4 separate regions of the Mus musculus genome follow, and all the other regions are linked to region 1. Evidence: chromatin contacts called from public HiChIP or PLAC-seq data. All regions are on one chromosome and are shown on one strand. Each heading gives the region's core, a stretch centred on a gene start, on an enhancer-like site or on the middle of the called end of the contact. The rest is flanking DNA. Distances are from core to core; before and after follow the strand shown.

Region 1 (3,602 bases), core at 117-2,616:
CCGAGCCCCTCTTTTTCTTCAAGCTGGCATGCCTTCTTAATAAACCCCAACTGTGTGTCTTATTGGCTCGCCCTAAAATCTCTCTCTGCAGTGAAATCCACTCCCACTTCACTTGAGAGGCAGCTGAGGAGTTCGAGCTGCTTCAGGCAGCAGCGTGGAGGTGTGTCTCGGGCCAGCTGTCAGGGGCGCTCAGTAGCACCTGTGATGCGCTGGGCTCCATCTGTAATAGAGATGGGGGTGAGGAAGCTGTGTTCACTCCCCTTTCATATGGGCAGCAGGCTGCACTCTGGCATCGATGATAAATCGACAGGTGACTAACATGGATCTTAGCATGATTAAGTGACTTGCCCAAGGTCACATCATTAGCAGACAGTCACTTAGAAGCTTGAACGTAGCTCTACTGTAGCAAGTAATGCTTTAATGCAGAAGTCTTTCTTAGCTGGATGCTTTCTAGGACAGTCCTGCTACAGGAGGTTCCTTAGACAAAGGATTGGAAGGAGGTCGGGTAGGAGCATGGGCAAGTGTGAGTCTTCCTGGGGACAGGCAGGGTGAGCTGAGGTGTGCAGAGTTCTCTCTCGTTCTGGATGGTTGCCATCGAGGTTGTGAGCAAGGGACTTACTTCCCCGGGGGTGACCCGTTGTGAGCAGATTCCAAGCTAACTGCTAAGATGAGCCCAGACACAGGCTCTTGTCTTCCCCAGGACCTCAGAAGTTGGAGTCAAGCAATCATATTTGCTGGAAGAAATGGAAATTAGGGTCTTCCTCAAACTCTGCTGGAATACGCGGGTGGCATGAGATAGCAGCCGCAGTTGCTTGTGGGAACGAAGCTGGTCAGGAAGGGGTTTCTGATGGACACGGATAGGAGGCAATAGCGCCACCCTCCTTGTAAAAAGTCTTGATCGCCCAGCAGGCGCATGAGAGTTGTGAGCCTCAGCTAACTTCAGAAGCCTTCTAGCTCAGAGTAGAGACAAGCCATCCAGCTGGCCTAGGCTGCCAGCCTGCCAAAGAGGAGGTGGGGGGAGGGGACAGGGGTGAGACCCCGTGCTGTCCACCCAGAAGACAGCTGGCGGGCGGGCGGCAGGTGGGTGGAGGTTAGCGGGCCACCCCTCCCCCTGCCCTGCGGAAGCAGCCGAAGAAACTGTACCCTTTTATTGTCTTTGCCACTGGGTGTTTTCTGGAGTAATTTAAACACTGCCAAACACAAGCCTTCCATCCTTTCTCTAGCCATTGAAAGGAAGCGGCAGACTTAAAAATCATCTGAGTGGCGAGGACTGGGCCAGGAAGACGGGAAGGGTGGAGGGAAGGGTGAGACGGAGGTGAAAGTATGTGGTTTGGCGGGTGGGACCAGGCTCGGGTGATGGGCCGAGACCTGCGGCAAGCAAGGGAGGAGTGCCCAGGCTTTGCTGGGCGGCGACCTCAGCGGGCAGGAGGCTCTGGGGAGGGCGCGGGGCGGGGACAGGCGACCTGCCAGGGCCAGTCACCCCCCTCCCCCCCCTCTGTGGGAGGAGGGCAGGAAAGAGGGCGGCCTTTATTCTGTATTAAAATCCTCCTCTCTACCTAGGACACGGTGTACTAACCTTGCACGGTATTTGATCCTATGCAATCAGTCTGCACTTGCCAGGCAGAGTCTTGGGGCCTCATGCATCTGCCGCACAGTCAGGGCGTAGACCATTGAGCCTCCCCTTCCCCCTTGCTGGCTTTGGTCTTCCTCTTCTCTGCTTTCCCTTCCGTCTGACACCATCCCACCCTTCCATTTCCTTCCTCGGGTTTGGGCTCTAGAGGAGCAGAACCCGCCTCCCTTAATTCCAGGTTCTGGGTGAGGAGGTATCACCAGCCCTAGCCAGTACCATCCGGAGGGTTTCGAGCCTCGGGGCTCTACACGGGGTGGGTCTTCCCTAATCTGGTCTTCGCACAACCTGATTATTGTACAAGCGCTGTGTTTGGTAATCTGGAATATTTCTCCCCAAGGCTGTACGGGTGTGTACGGCAGCTGTGGAACTTAGATAGACAGACCCGGGCTTCGGGTGTGTCTACCCGCGGCCCTCCTGCAAATCCTCTGTGCTACTCACGTCTGGAAACCTGGTTTAACCATGAGCAGAGTGAACCTGCTAGAGTCCATACTCACTCGAGCCTCTCCACCTGCAAAGCGCTAACAGTAACTTGCTTGCTTCTTAGGTTGTTTGGGGACTGCGGTTTAAGCGAGTCCTTCCCGAATTAGATCTGGGCTCCAACCCCAATGTTGCCACATGACAACTGACCTTGGCCTCTGTTTTCCAGTACGGGAGGGACAGTAACAGAACCACCCTCACTGGGCCCGCGGTGAACTCAGCTCAGTGCAGGATTTTTAAGTTGCCTAACACAGGTTGCCTGTCATAGTGAAACAGGACATTTTTTTTTGTGCAAGTAATTTGTAAACTGTGGTGTGTTCTTTAGAAATGTAGGCGGTTACTCGAATGCCAACAGGGTGAAATTCTGGGTTCCTGCCCCACTTTCTAAGGGAAATTGATCCCCAACCTCGCCCTGGGCACCCTGGAAGTTCCCTTCCTCAGCACTTCTGGGACCTCTGGGTGGGAGAGGCTGGTCCTGTGCTCCCTGCTCTATTATCCACCCCTCCCCCTTCACTTCACATTCTTTTCTGGAACTCTCAGCAGCTCTGGTAGGCTTCAATCCTGGAATCCTGTCCCCAACCTCTCTCAAAACAGATCTCGGACCACCAAGTCCATCCTGCTTTTCCTAGAGAGCCCAACTCAATCCTTCCTAGAGCTGGGGGGTCGCCCTCGCATCCCATGTAAGTCTTCCTCCGAGCTCTCCTATGATAGAGCAGTAACTAGCCCTCTATGCTGAATCACACTGTTTGAGTTCAAAGTCTACTTGGAAGCTAGAAGGTACAGGCCTGTAATCCCAGCACTTGGGAAGCCCCGATGCAGGAGGCTCGTGAATGCTGGACAAAGTTATGTTACATACTGAGTTTCAGGCCAGTGTGAGCTACGTAGGGAGCCGCCATCTCAAAGCAAAACAAACAACGAAACTAAATACAAACCCAAGTCCACCTAGAGCTAGCTTTGAGATGCTTTTGTTTTGCCTTGCTGAGCCTCAGTTTAACCATCTGGAAGATGGGAAGCCAGCAGCAAATGTTTCACTGCCCAGCTAGAAGGAATTAGAGGAGACTGCTTTGGAAGAGGCGATGTGAAGGTCAAGGTGTTGGCAGAAGCACAGTGCCTGGCATAGCACACCTGGAGGTTAGGTACAGTCCTGTGCTGCTGGATGCTTTCCATGAATGTCCTCCCCTCCCCCTCCCCGGGGGGCAGAGTATGGCCTCTTTGCAATGGACATGCCTTCTTTTGTATCACAGATCCTGGTCAGATCAGTCAGAGTGCACGTGCCTTGGGTACTCAGTCAGATGTGACCTCATCCCCTCAGTCATGGCTCTCTGCAAATGGACAGGATACTATGTAACAATAATGACTTGCCTCAAGTTTACGGAGCTCCATAGGTGGCGGCCCTTTCCCTGGTATCTCAATGAACTTACACAAGTATATCAAATCCCTGGGGCAGACATAAGTATCCACTTGATCTCTGAGAACACTGGAGATTGACCAGACC
Region 2 (3,192 bases), core at 676-3,175, 250 kb after region 1:
ACATAGTGGCCTGACCCCAAGTCAGGATGCTTACATTATTTACCAGGTGTACATCATCACATGCATGTTCTGTCATTTCAAAGGGGTGGCAATAATACCATAAAATATTGAGGGATATAGTATTTTTATTACATTAATAAATCTGGGGAGCATTAAGAACTAATTACAGTTAAATTTTGTTTTTAACAACCCTGTTTAATGGCAAAGTATATATATTCGCCAACAATGTTAAAAGTAGATGATAAGGCACATTGACAAGCTAAGTTACCCTTTAATCCTGTTGTTTTTTTTTAACTGTTTTACACATAAATAAAGCTAAACAGTTACCTTGAAGTTTTCATTGCCAAAAATTTCTGAGAAACATGAAGCTGGCTATGTTTTTCCCCATGCAGGGGCATGACCCAAAAACAAGGCTATTCTTCCAGACCAGAGCCCACAGTTCAACAAAAACAGTTCATCACAAATGCAAACCTGAAACCCTTCTAAACCAACAAACCCCTACAATTTAAAATAAGATTCTTATTTGCTTCAAATGGCCCAAAATACATAGAACATGTAAGCTATACACTATACTTTGTGGACTGCAGAGTACACATTAAGAAAAAAAAAGTGTGGTAAAATACATGTCTTAACTAGGTACTCTGAGAATTTCAAATGCTACTATAAAAATGGGTGGTATAACCCGTTAAAAAGTTTTCCAAGTGTTCTAAATCTCCGGAATCTACAACAGCCCCAGGGACACAGACAGTGAGGATGTGGGTCCCAGACAAGGAGCACGACCCCATGCTGCAACAACTGCCCTTCCTGAAAGTGTGTTTCTATTTTCCACGAAGGATACTTTTTGGCTTGTAGATTATTCCCTGCGCCTCAATTCAGTTGCAGTAGCTGTTACTTTGAACTTGCTTTTGATTTGGTGCTCAGCATGGTCTTTGAAGCTCTCTGTTCCTTGAGGCGTGGGTTATGACCACGATGATGGCGCTCGCGTTCTGCCTGCAGCCGCTGCCGCCCTCTGGTCAAGGCTTCTAGGTACCACTGCTGCTCCTTCGCCAGCTGCCGGTGCTTTTCCAGCTGGCTCCTCACAGCATCCAACCTGCCGTACTCCTGGCTCAGTTGCTGAAGCTCCTTGCGTAGCTGCTGGTTCTCCCTGTGGAGACTGCCACAGAACTCAGAATGAGCCTGCTTGGCTGCTAGCGCCAAGGCCTTGTACTTCCTCGTAAGCCCCGTGGTGTTGATCTGCCCCAGCTCCATCAGATGCCACTCTTGCAGCTCCTTCTCCATCAGTGCCTTTTCCCGCAGGAACTGGAAGTGCGCCTCCCGGTCCTTGGTCGCAGTCTCACTTCGGACTTTCTCTTGCTCCTTCTCCAAGGTCTGTATTTTCACGTCCTGGCCCTCCTTTATCTTGTAAACTGGCTTCAGTGCCTGCAACTGCTGCTTCAAATCCTTCTGGGTCTTTCTGCCCTGCAGGAGCTGGGCTTGAAGAGCTGCGTTTCTCTGGTTGTATCTGGATGCCAATTCTTGTCTCTCGCGTTCTATCTCGCCACATTCTTGGACGTACTGCTTCCACAGCTCCTCCTGTTTCTTCTCACACTGTTCCTTATTTTTACGCAGGTATTCCATGAAAAGCTGGTTTTCAGCCTGCACACGGTATTTTTCCTCTAGTAGCTGCCTGCTGTCCTTCAGCAGCCTTTCCCGCCGGCATTTGGTTTCTTGGATTTGCTGGCTCAGCTCCTTCATCGCCACCACTGTCTTCCTTTTTACCCGTTTCTCCAAGCTCGTTAGCAACTTTGGCTTGAGATATGTATTTAGAATAGTAAGGTGTGGTGTTGGCGGGGGTGCATCTCCAGGGCTCTGGGCAAGCATACTCCTTGAATCCCCAGGTCAAGGAGAGTGACTGCAAGAGAGCATGGGATGGTGGTTTGTTGTTTCAGGGCACAGAGTCCTGAGCAAATGTTCCCAAGGTTTCTCCCTCTGGTGGTCAAGGCGACCAAGCGACACTCAGCCTGCCAGGAAGTCAGAGCAGGTCAGAGGCTGTCCAGGGCTTTTCTGACTCTCTTTCCTTTTTGTTAAACAGTCACACTGTTTGTTGTCCAAACCAGTGCCAGGAAGTCCAGACAGGTGTCAGAACAGCATATGTCCTCCCTTCATAACGAGGAGGGTAGAGAAAACAGACCTGCTTGACTTTTAGAGTTTGTCAACATACTCAGCCTGGATTCCAAGTCCGGGCCTCACCACGCAGTGCATGAGGTGGCTGAAGCTGAGAGGGGTTTTAGGCCAGGCCTGTATGAGCACCGATGACCCAGCACCAGTAAAGTCCATATAGAACATCTAAGGTGATTTAGGACAATCATCACTCAAGATTTCTGAACCAGGGGTAAGAGTCCAGAGAATTGGTTTCTGTGGATATATGACTGCAGTTTTAAGGACTACCCGCTAATTGCCTTCTCCCCACTCACAAAGAAACCCTCTGTCCAATCCTCAGAAAGCTCTGAGCCTAAGTGGGGGTCCTTCAGATGCTAAGGTGGCTAAAAGGCCTACCCAGCCTCTGGCAATCGACTGTGCATGGAATGTCCATGTCTTCTGCCTTCTCTTGGTGTGTATAGTCTACATCAGGGTGTCGGGGGCTCTTTCTGCAGACCCAGTTCCTAGTGGGGCCAAAGTTAAGGGCGACTGCAGAGTCTTCTGTATGCTGTTCAGTGTCTCAATCCTTGAATACAGATAAGATCTCTTAGAGTTCATGAAAGGATGTGGAAGCTCTAAGAAGTAACATCTTCGTCCAGGACTATAGGTAGTTGGATCTGTCGGGCCCCCTGACCCCTGACCCCTGACCCCCGACCCCTTTGGCTCCCTTGGCAAGACTGTTATACTCTCCCAGAGAGTGATTCCCTAACTGCCCAAGGATTCTTCCAGTGATGGTTTCCCAGACTGCTCCCTTGAGATTCTGATTTGGGTGTTTTGGAGAGGAAAGAGGGATCTGGGGTTAATGCAATGATTCTTGCCATCAGAGTTTGACAAACACAGCGGTCATATCCCCTCACACCACAGCTCCCCTCACCCCATGGCCCCAAGCTGGAACTCAGCCTGTGCCGGATGCCTTGAAGATATGAAACCACGGGGCTTCTATAATCACTGTCCCCATGAAATCTAAATATAAGAAGACACAATGCCCATGTTGGGTAATAGCTCTGCTTCTAT
Region 3 (3,359 bases), core at 374-2,873, 170 kb after region 1:
GACCAGCAGCCAGCACATTGCCATGGTGGCTCAAGTAAAGCGTCTCTTACAGCAGCGTTCGTTGTCTAACCTGCTGCCTAGTCTGCAGGCATTATCCACAATGTGTAGCAGGACTAATTTGGGGCAACAATTGCAGTGTCAACGTGGGCTCCTCTTTACTGAAGAGGAGAGGGAGTGGAGGAGAGGTTGACCAGCGTTGCCTGCTACATGCAAAGTCAACTTTTGAATCCAGGTAGTCTTGGCCCAGAGCTTGCTTTTCAGTTTCTATTACCTGCTTAAATGATAAGAGTGCGCTGCCCTGCTCTCAGGACAAAGATGGTGCAGCGTTAACAGAAAGGAACGTGCACAAGTTCCCGGTCCAACTCTACCTCCTCCTTAACGGGGCACCAGGAACAAGCCCAAGCACAAGCCTGCTGAAGCCCGGTCTAGGGAGCCGATGAGTTTATCAGGCTTACTTACAGAGCGTGGATGAGGGTCAGTGGCCCCAAGGCACCTGGACTACAGAAGTCTCTTCTTAGCCCCATAGCTGTCTAGGTGGAACCCCCTCTTCAATTAATTTCTTGTACTGTCTGCTTTAGCACCTTCAAAGATTCCAAGGCCACATGAGGTTAGGGCAGAAATACACACACAGGGACTGAGATGTGCGGAAGAGAGGGAGATATCAGGGAAGACCCTCCCCACTGCCCCTTCTATGAGACTTTACCTTGGGGGGTCTCTTACAATCGTTCATGGATAAAATTGGAGGCTGTTAGAAGAATACTGTGGAAACTGACATAATTATTACTAAAACCCTTGGTCTATATTTATCATTCACACCTCCATGTGGTCACAAACAGCAAATATGTAAAAGCACAGATGTACACACAGGGCTGGGTTCTTCTGTTTAATTCCCTAATAATGGGGGGGGGGAGGGGAAAGGGTTTATATGCAGCCGTTTCTCCTCGTCTGAAGTTATAGTTTCTGCAGTTTTTATTACCCAGTGCTAATATTAGTTGAAAAATATTAAATGGAAAATTCCATAGATAAATGATTTATAGGTAATAAGCTGCCCACTGTTCCAAGTGGTGCGATGAGATCTCACGCTGCCCTCTCCTCCCCAGTTAGGGTATGACTCATACATATCTTTGTCCAGGGTACCACATTGTATTCACCTACCTTCTCTCGGGTCACTTAGCAGACGGATCTCAGTTGTCAGGCCTGCTATCACATGCCACAGTGCCATGCTGTGTGACAGGTATATTATTTAATCATGACCCAAGAACAAGGATAATCATACTGAGCAGTTTGAATACACCAGAGAGAAGTCTTTAAGTGCTCCCATTGACTGAAAGGCGAGAGTCCTCAACTTAATGAGGAGATGGAGAAGAACCCGTTGATGTTACCAAGATCTACTGTAAGAGTGAGTCTTGTCTGTGACAACGTGAAGAAACGCAGATCCCTGCTAGTTTTGCTGATGTAACCCGCACTGTGAAAGTTATGGCTGTGGTACGTGACTTGTGCCTGGGTAAGACAACTGCACACTGAATCACAAGGTTTGGGACTAGCTACGGTTTCTGGTATATGCTAGGACTCATGCTATTAGCTGCTGAGAACAAGGAGACCTTGACCATAACTAGTTTGTTCCAGTTCTCAGCTGATAAAAAGCTGCTGTCTTAATCATGATCACCCGAGTCTACACAATACCCCACACTATGCACTATTTAGTCCTATCTGTATTTATGAACCTTCTGTACCAGGTTTTTACCTGGCCCCTTGCTAATAACCCAACAATAAATGTCTTTGTGTGCTTTATCAGAAGGGAGGCTGGAAGGCTAGGTTATATGAATATGTACTTCCCCCAAAAGGTTGAAGCACTCTGTATCCTGCTCAGTGGTAGGAAAGGGTTTCTGTTAACTGGGCATGATGGCTCACACCTTTAATCCCAGCACTCAGAAGGCATAGGCAGGTGTGGATCTCTGCGAGTTTGAAGCCAGCCTGGTCTACAAAATGAGTTCCAGGACAGCCAGGGCTACAGAAAGAAACCCTGTCTTATTGCCCTCACCTCCACCAAAAAGAGGGCATCTGTTTGTCTAGCTGTGACTCAGTGGCCTTGGGCAACCCGCAGGCTAGTCGAAGGGCCCATCTTCCTCTCCCTAGGAAGGTGCACAGCTCAGCAGTCAGGAATGTATCCTTACAGGCCAGCATTTCTCAGCCCCAGGGCACACTGGACACCCCTAGAGGTTTAAAACCTGGGGCTCCAAATGACTCAACTCCAGAAAGTTCCACTTAATTTTTCCAGGCTGGGTGCAGACAACAGTGTTTTCAAAAGCCTCCCAGGGGGTTTCTTGGCCTACCTGGGTGGGAACTATGCCAACACAAGACCTGAGTTCTTTTCCTCTCTCTCTCTCTCTCTCTCTCTCTCTCTCTCTCTCTCTCTCTCTCTCTCTCTCTCTCTCTCTCTCTCTCCCCCTCTCTCTCCCTCCCTCCCTCCCTCCGTCCCTCTCTCCCTCCGTCCCTCTTGTCCTCCCTCTCTTGCTCCCTCCCTTGCCCTTCCCAAGCCTCTTCTTTAAATCAGTAAAAGTTGACTGTAGAGAGCTTCCTCTGGAGCAAGCAGCCTTTCCCTGCCCTGTCCCATAGAACAACTCTATCAGGGGTGACTTTTAATTCCCACTCCCAAACCTCTTTGCAGAACTGGAAACTCAGGCCTGAATGTGATGTTTGGTGATACTGCCAACCGGCTCTGAGGGGCAGGCAGGCAGACTTGGAAACCCCTCTGACCTTAGGGCTTCCTACCTCACAGGTCAGTGTTTCTGCCTGAGGGAGGGGCAGGGGTGTTTATGATGTGACGATCTGGTATCTACACACCGCATTCGGCCCCGCACTCCGGCCAGCCAAGGTTAAGTATGCCAGCAGCCGGGTTGAACCACCCAGGGCCGCAAGTGTGTTAAGGAACGTGAGTTATGAGGCTGGCTGTGCAGAGGGGCTCAAACCTTGTAGTGTATTAGAGTCACCGGGGGAGAGTAAAAGATCCTGAGCGATGCTCAAACCCAACCAACAAAGTCGGAATTCCTGAGGAGGAGACCCAGTACAGGAATTTTTAAAGCTCCCCAAGTCATTGCCGTGTGCAGCCTTGTTTGCAAAACAACACCCATGAGAGCCCTTGGCCCTCATGTCTCTCACACTTAGTAACTATCTGGGCCTGGCAATGGAACTGCTCAGCCCCTCCCTGATGAGCACTATTCCTACCCAGTTTTTGAGCTTAGAATCATTTCTGTAGCAATTCGTGTCCTGAAAGATGGAAATTACTTTTTTTTTCCACAAGGCAAAAAATATCCCCATTATTTTATAAATAGAATTGTTCCCTGGCTCTGGAGGACCGT
Region 4 (3,653 bases), core at 977-3,476, 190 kb after region 1:
GGTATGGGATATAGACATCTACTCTCTACTTCCTCTTCCTGTGAGGCTATGAAAAGTCTCTCCTCCTATCTACCCTGCCCTCTGTACCAGCACACTGAAGAGAAACCCCAAACTGTCATGTGGCATTATTCTCCCAAGACCTGTGTCCTGGCAGCCAACGGTTGGTCACACAGACAAGTGAGAAGCCGAAGTGACAGGGAGAAAATATTTAGACCATGAATAAAAATAAAGTTAAATCTCGCTTAAAAGGAGACAACGGTTCCTTCTCTCCCAGAATCTAGCACCATGGGCATGTATATTATTATCTAAGAGCGAATTTAATCAAGGAAAAACAAAACTGATTTAAAAAGAGTCTTAAATTCTAGACTATAATTCTACTCTCTTTTGGTATTGATTTTTATACAATATGTTTTAGTTGCTCGAGATGGCTAAAACCAAGTCCTTAATGCGTTCTTTAGTTACCAATAAGAATTTACATATTTTGATGGACAAAAAATAAATTTAATTTTAAAAATTCCTGGGAAAGCAAGGATGTGGGTGAATGCATGGTGGATGCCAGAGAAAGGAGACATGTCTCTGCTGGACAGGAGCCTGTCTTCTGGGACAGAGCTATGCTAGACAGTTCTTACACTAGCTTTGGGGGCAGCACAGGGGTGCTGGCCTGTAGGGGGCAGTAGAAATGGAAAACAAGAGTAGATCAAAGTGCCCTGTAGAAGTGACCATGTCAGATTTGTCTTGTTTCCAGGCTGGCTGATGAGAGAGAGGAAGCAGAGGTGCTCTTAGGACAAACTAGAGGCTCGGGAGAGGTCTGCAGGGACTGGGAGGAGGGGTGGGAGTGGAGTGAGGACTCAGGAATATCCAGATGGGAATATTTGCCAGCAAACAGAAACTGACTACTAGAATCTGGGCAGTAAGTCAGAAGTGTAATGAGCTTGGCAGGTACCCCAGTCCTACCTGGCATCAGGCCTGCCCTATACACTCTTAAATAAGTGGCCCATTTGGTGGCTTGTGAAAGGGCTACACAAAATAGTGAGTTCTTTGTTTTATTGTTGTTGGTTTTCTTTTTCTATCTTTGTGTGTGTGTGTAGTGTGGGTGTGTTTAATGTGTGCATGATAGAGGTGTAAGTGTATATATGTATGTGTATATACACGTGTATGAGCAAATGTGTGTGCACACATGCCCATGTGTATGTATGGGTATGTAGAGAGCAGAGGTTGATGGCAGAGATCTTCCCTTGGTCACTCTTCTTAGTCAGCCACGAAGCAGGGTCTTTCAATCAAATCTAGAGCTTGCCCTTTATAGCTGGTCTTGTAGGCTAGCTTGCTCTGAAGATCCTGTCTCCTCCCAATTACAGGTGGGACAACCATGCTTACCTGATATTTATGTGGGTTTCTGGGGATCCAAGCTCTAGTCCTTGTGTGTGTGTGTGTGTGTGTGTGTGTGTGTGTGTGTGCAGCAAGTGCTATAATCACCGAGCAGTCTCCTCACCCCCTCTGATTTTGCTAGTCTCATGGCATGCCAACTTTTCCATGCATATTTAGATTTATTCTTCCTTAACAGTGGTTCTGGCTTCATGACAAACCCTTCGGCTATTCTCAAGTTGGCAGGCATTGCTTGTTAGGTTTTGTTTTTTTTGGGACCAGTTCTCACCATGTAGCCTGTCCCCTTAGCCCAGGATCACAGGCATGTATGTGTAGGCTAGCCTGACTTTAACTGTCACCTTTTCAGAACCCCACAATGTCTATAGTGAGATCATTCTTACTATTTATAACTACAGAAAGCAGGATATGGGGTCTCAGACTGTGGTCTACATGAAGTGGTGTCTATTTATAACTCATTCAGTGAATCACGGGTATCGGTACCATTCAACAGCTCGGCCAGAGGAAACAGTGTCTGCCGGTGATAAGGGATGGAACTAGCCATGGGCATGCTCAGAGTTTCAATCTACCTTTCTATACTTCCTCTGGTAGGTTCAAGCGTGGGGCATATTTCTATAGCACTTATTCGGTCTGAGCTGGGAGCAACCCAGCTGACTACCCACCAGAATAAGCCTGATGCATGCTTGGTGGCCTTCCACCTGGTACTCAGCATCAGGAGCATGTCACACTAGCCTCGGTGGCTTATTAAACCAAGGTCCGGAAGGATGCTCAGGAGGATAGAGAGGGGAGAAGAACACAGCCTTGCTTTTCTCATTGATTTCTCATTCCGAGGCTCTGACTACATCAGACAAGATGGGCCAAAGTGTGTCATAGCAAGAAGGAACATGTGACTCTCAGTCGCTCAGAACAACAAACGTTTATGACTTGCTCTCACTCTGCCCATCGAAGGCTGCCGGGGTGGGGGGGTAGGGGTGGGAGAGAGCCCTCTGTCCTCACTGGTGGTGTCAGGATGATGAAGTATACCCGTTGTTATAACTGTTCTTTGTGATGTCAGAGGAAACAAAATAGGACTTTGGGGGCATTTCTTATTGGCTGTTAAGTGTTCCAGGCTTCTCATATAGTTTCCACTCATGGCCCCTGGGGCCCCTCCCAGCTGCTGGGATCGGGGATGTCTTATGTTGCAAAGGCCAAGTAGTGGAAAGGCACAGATGGTCTAGGGTGAGGCATGGTACGGGCCAGCGCGGGTAGCCTGGCTAAGCTCCATTTGGTCTGAGAGGAATAAGGTCCCTACATTGTCCACATCACTGTGAGTAACATGGGATGCCTGGAGCAAGAGGAGGGGCACAGGGGCATTGCAGCCACTTGAAGTCTCCTGGGGTTAGGAACAAGTCTGCTCAGGATTTTAGATACTGAGAGGCAGTGGGAAGACCCACACAGAACAGCAGGAGGGTTTCCCCCTCATCCCTAAAAGTCGAGCTGGCCTCTGTTAAGTGTTTTCCTTCACACAGGGGATGGTAATAGATCCTCCCTGTCAGTCACAGCTTCCATTATCCACCAAGTCCCAGAGAACAAGGAGCAGTGTGATGGATAGAGGGCATGAATTCTGAACTGTCATCATTCAGAGGTTTGGCGTTGGCACTGGAGACGGGGATGGAGCTGTACTAGATGATTCAGGCCTGTCGTCGCTGTCTCTGAGCATGTTAAGTACTTGGCATAAGTGCTTGGATGTGCATGGTGGAGTAGGGCTGGCGTGCTAGCTCTGAGAACGTGGGCTTGCTCTAGGCATGGTAGGTAGCCAGGGTACAGATGAAGCCGGCAAGCACAGCTTTGAGGTTCTCAAAGGAGGAATGACAGCACATGGCCTCTCTTACTACATGGTTGAGATTCATAGGTGCAGTGCCTGGTTTATCCACTGAAGTCATGACCCCGGAGGGTTGCCTCTTGTGCTCTGAGTCCATGCTGAGCCTGAGTTAACTTAAGGTTAAGGCAGCTTGTCCTTCACCAGATGCCGAGAACAAACACAACCCCTAGTTACAAAATGCATCTCTCACATGTATGCCTGTATATGTATTTATTTAAAATCTGTGAATATGTCCTTATCTTCTGCAGGGGCCTACTGGTCAGGTAGCTAGCTCATTTGCTTACAGTGAAAGAAAGCTAGTGTCATGTTCTATACCAAAGCGAGTTGGTCTGAAGCAGTTGCTCCCACCCATGGAAGTCTAGGGCTATGACTACAGACTCTATCTCACGGGCAATCTAGCCATGCTACAGAC

What was found. HiChIP or PLAC-seq counts read pairs in DNA pulled down with a chosen protein or histone mark.
Region 2: an H3K4me3 HiChIP or PLAC-seq map of stem cell-derived neural progenitor cells shows a contact between it and region 1, with 4 times the contacts expected there. The contact joins the promoter of Ccdc121 here to the enhancer-like site in region 1. A contact is called at or near these places in 9 of 39 promoter capture datasets (the 3T3-L1 cell line, 3T3-L1-derived adipocytes, the SN4741 cell line and 4 more), 6 of 115 datasets of contacts at active chromatin or transcription factors (embryonic stem cells, fibro-adipogenic progenitors, large pre-B cells and 2 more) and 1 of 9 other capture datasets (embryonic stem cells).
Region 3: a contact with region 1 is called in an HNF4G HiChIP or PLAC-seq map of pancreatic cancer cells. The contact joins two enhancer-like sites. A contact is called at or near these places in 2 of 115 datasets of contacts at active chromatin or transcription factors (acute myeloid leukemia and pancreatic cancer cells) and 1 of 9 other capture datasets (embryonic stem cells).
Region 4: a CTCF HiChIP or PLAC-seq map of CD8 T cells shows a contact between it and region 1, with 5 read pairs. The contact joins two enhancer-like sites. A contact is called at or near these places in 1 of 15 datasets of contacts at CTCF or cohesin (CD8 T cells), 2 of 115 datasets of contacts at active chromatin or transcription factors (acute myeloid leukemia and embryonic stem cells) and 1 of 9 other capture datasets (embryonic stem cells).

The regions. Positions count from the first base shown.
Region 1 is chr1:181,255,480-181,259,081 of GRCm38.p6, forward strand. No RefSeq gene overlaps it. Among named protein-coding and RNA genes, the nearest start is that of Gm39718, 30 kb to the right of the region's middle. Within about 2 kb of position 1,367, at least 318 of the 459 cell types and tissues checked have an H3K27ac peak or open chromatin away from gene starts, as enhancers often do. A contact at or near this core is called in CD8 T cells, the SN4741 cell line, embryonic stem cells and 4 more, where this site is marked.
Region 2 is chr1:181,509,526-181,512,717 of GRCm38.p6, forward strand. It overlaps Ccdc121 (coiled-coil domain containing 121), which reads right to left and starts at 1,926. Exons shown (of 1, transcript NM_207280.3): 1 at 108-1,926. The coding sequence starts at 1,860. The coding sequence ends at 889.
Region 3 is chr1:181,423,453-181,426,811 of GRCm38.p6, forward strand. The region is part of intron 3 of Cnih3 (cornichon family AMPA receptor auxiliary protein 3); the gene reads left to right. Among named protein-coding and RNA genes, the nearest start is that of Cnih3, 73 kb to the left of the region's middle. Within about 2 kb of position 1,624, at least 31 of the 459 cell types and tissues checked have an H3K27ac peak or open chromatin away from gene starts, as enhancers often do. A contact at or near this core is called in pancreatic cancer cells, where this site is marked.
Region 4 is chr1:181,445,160-181,448,812 of GRCm38.p6, forward strand. All of the region lies in intron 3 of Cnih3 (cornichon family AMPA receptor auxiliary protein 3), which reads left to right. Among named protein-coding and RNA genes, the nearest start is that of Ccdc121, 64 kb to the right of the region's middle. Within about 2 kb of position 2,227, at least 63 of the 459 cell types and tissues checked have an H3K27ac peak or open chromatin away from gene starts, as enhancers often do. A contact at or near this core is called in CD8 T cells, where this site is marked.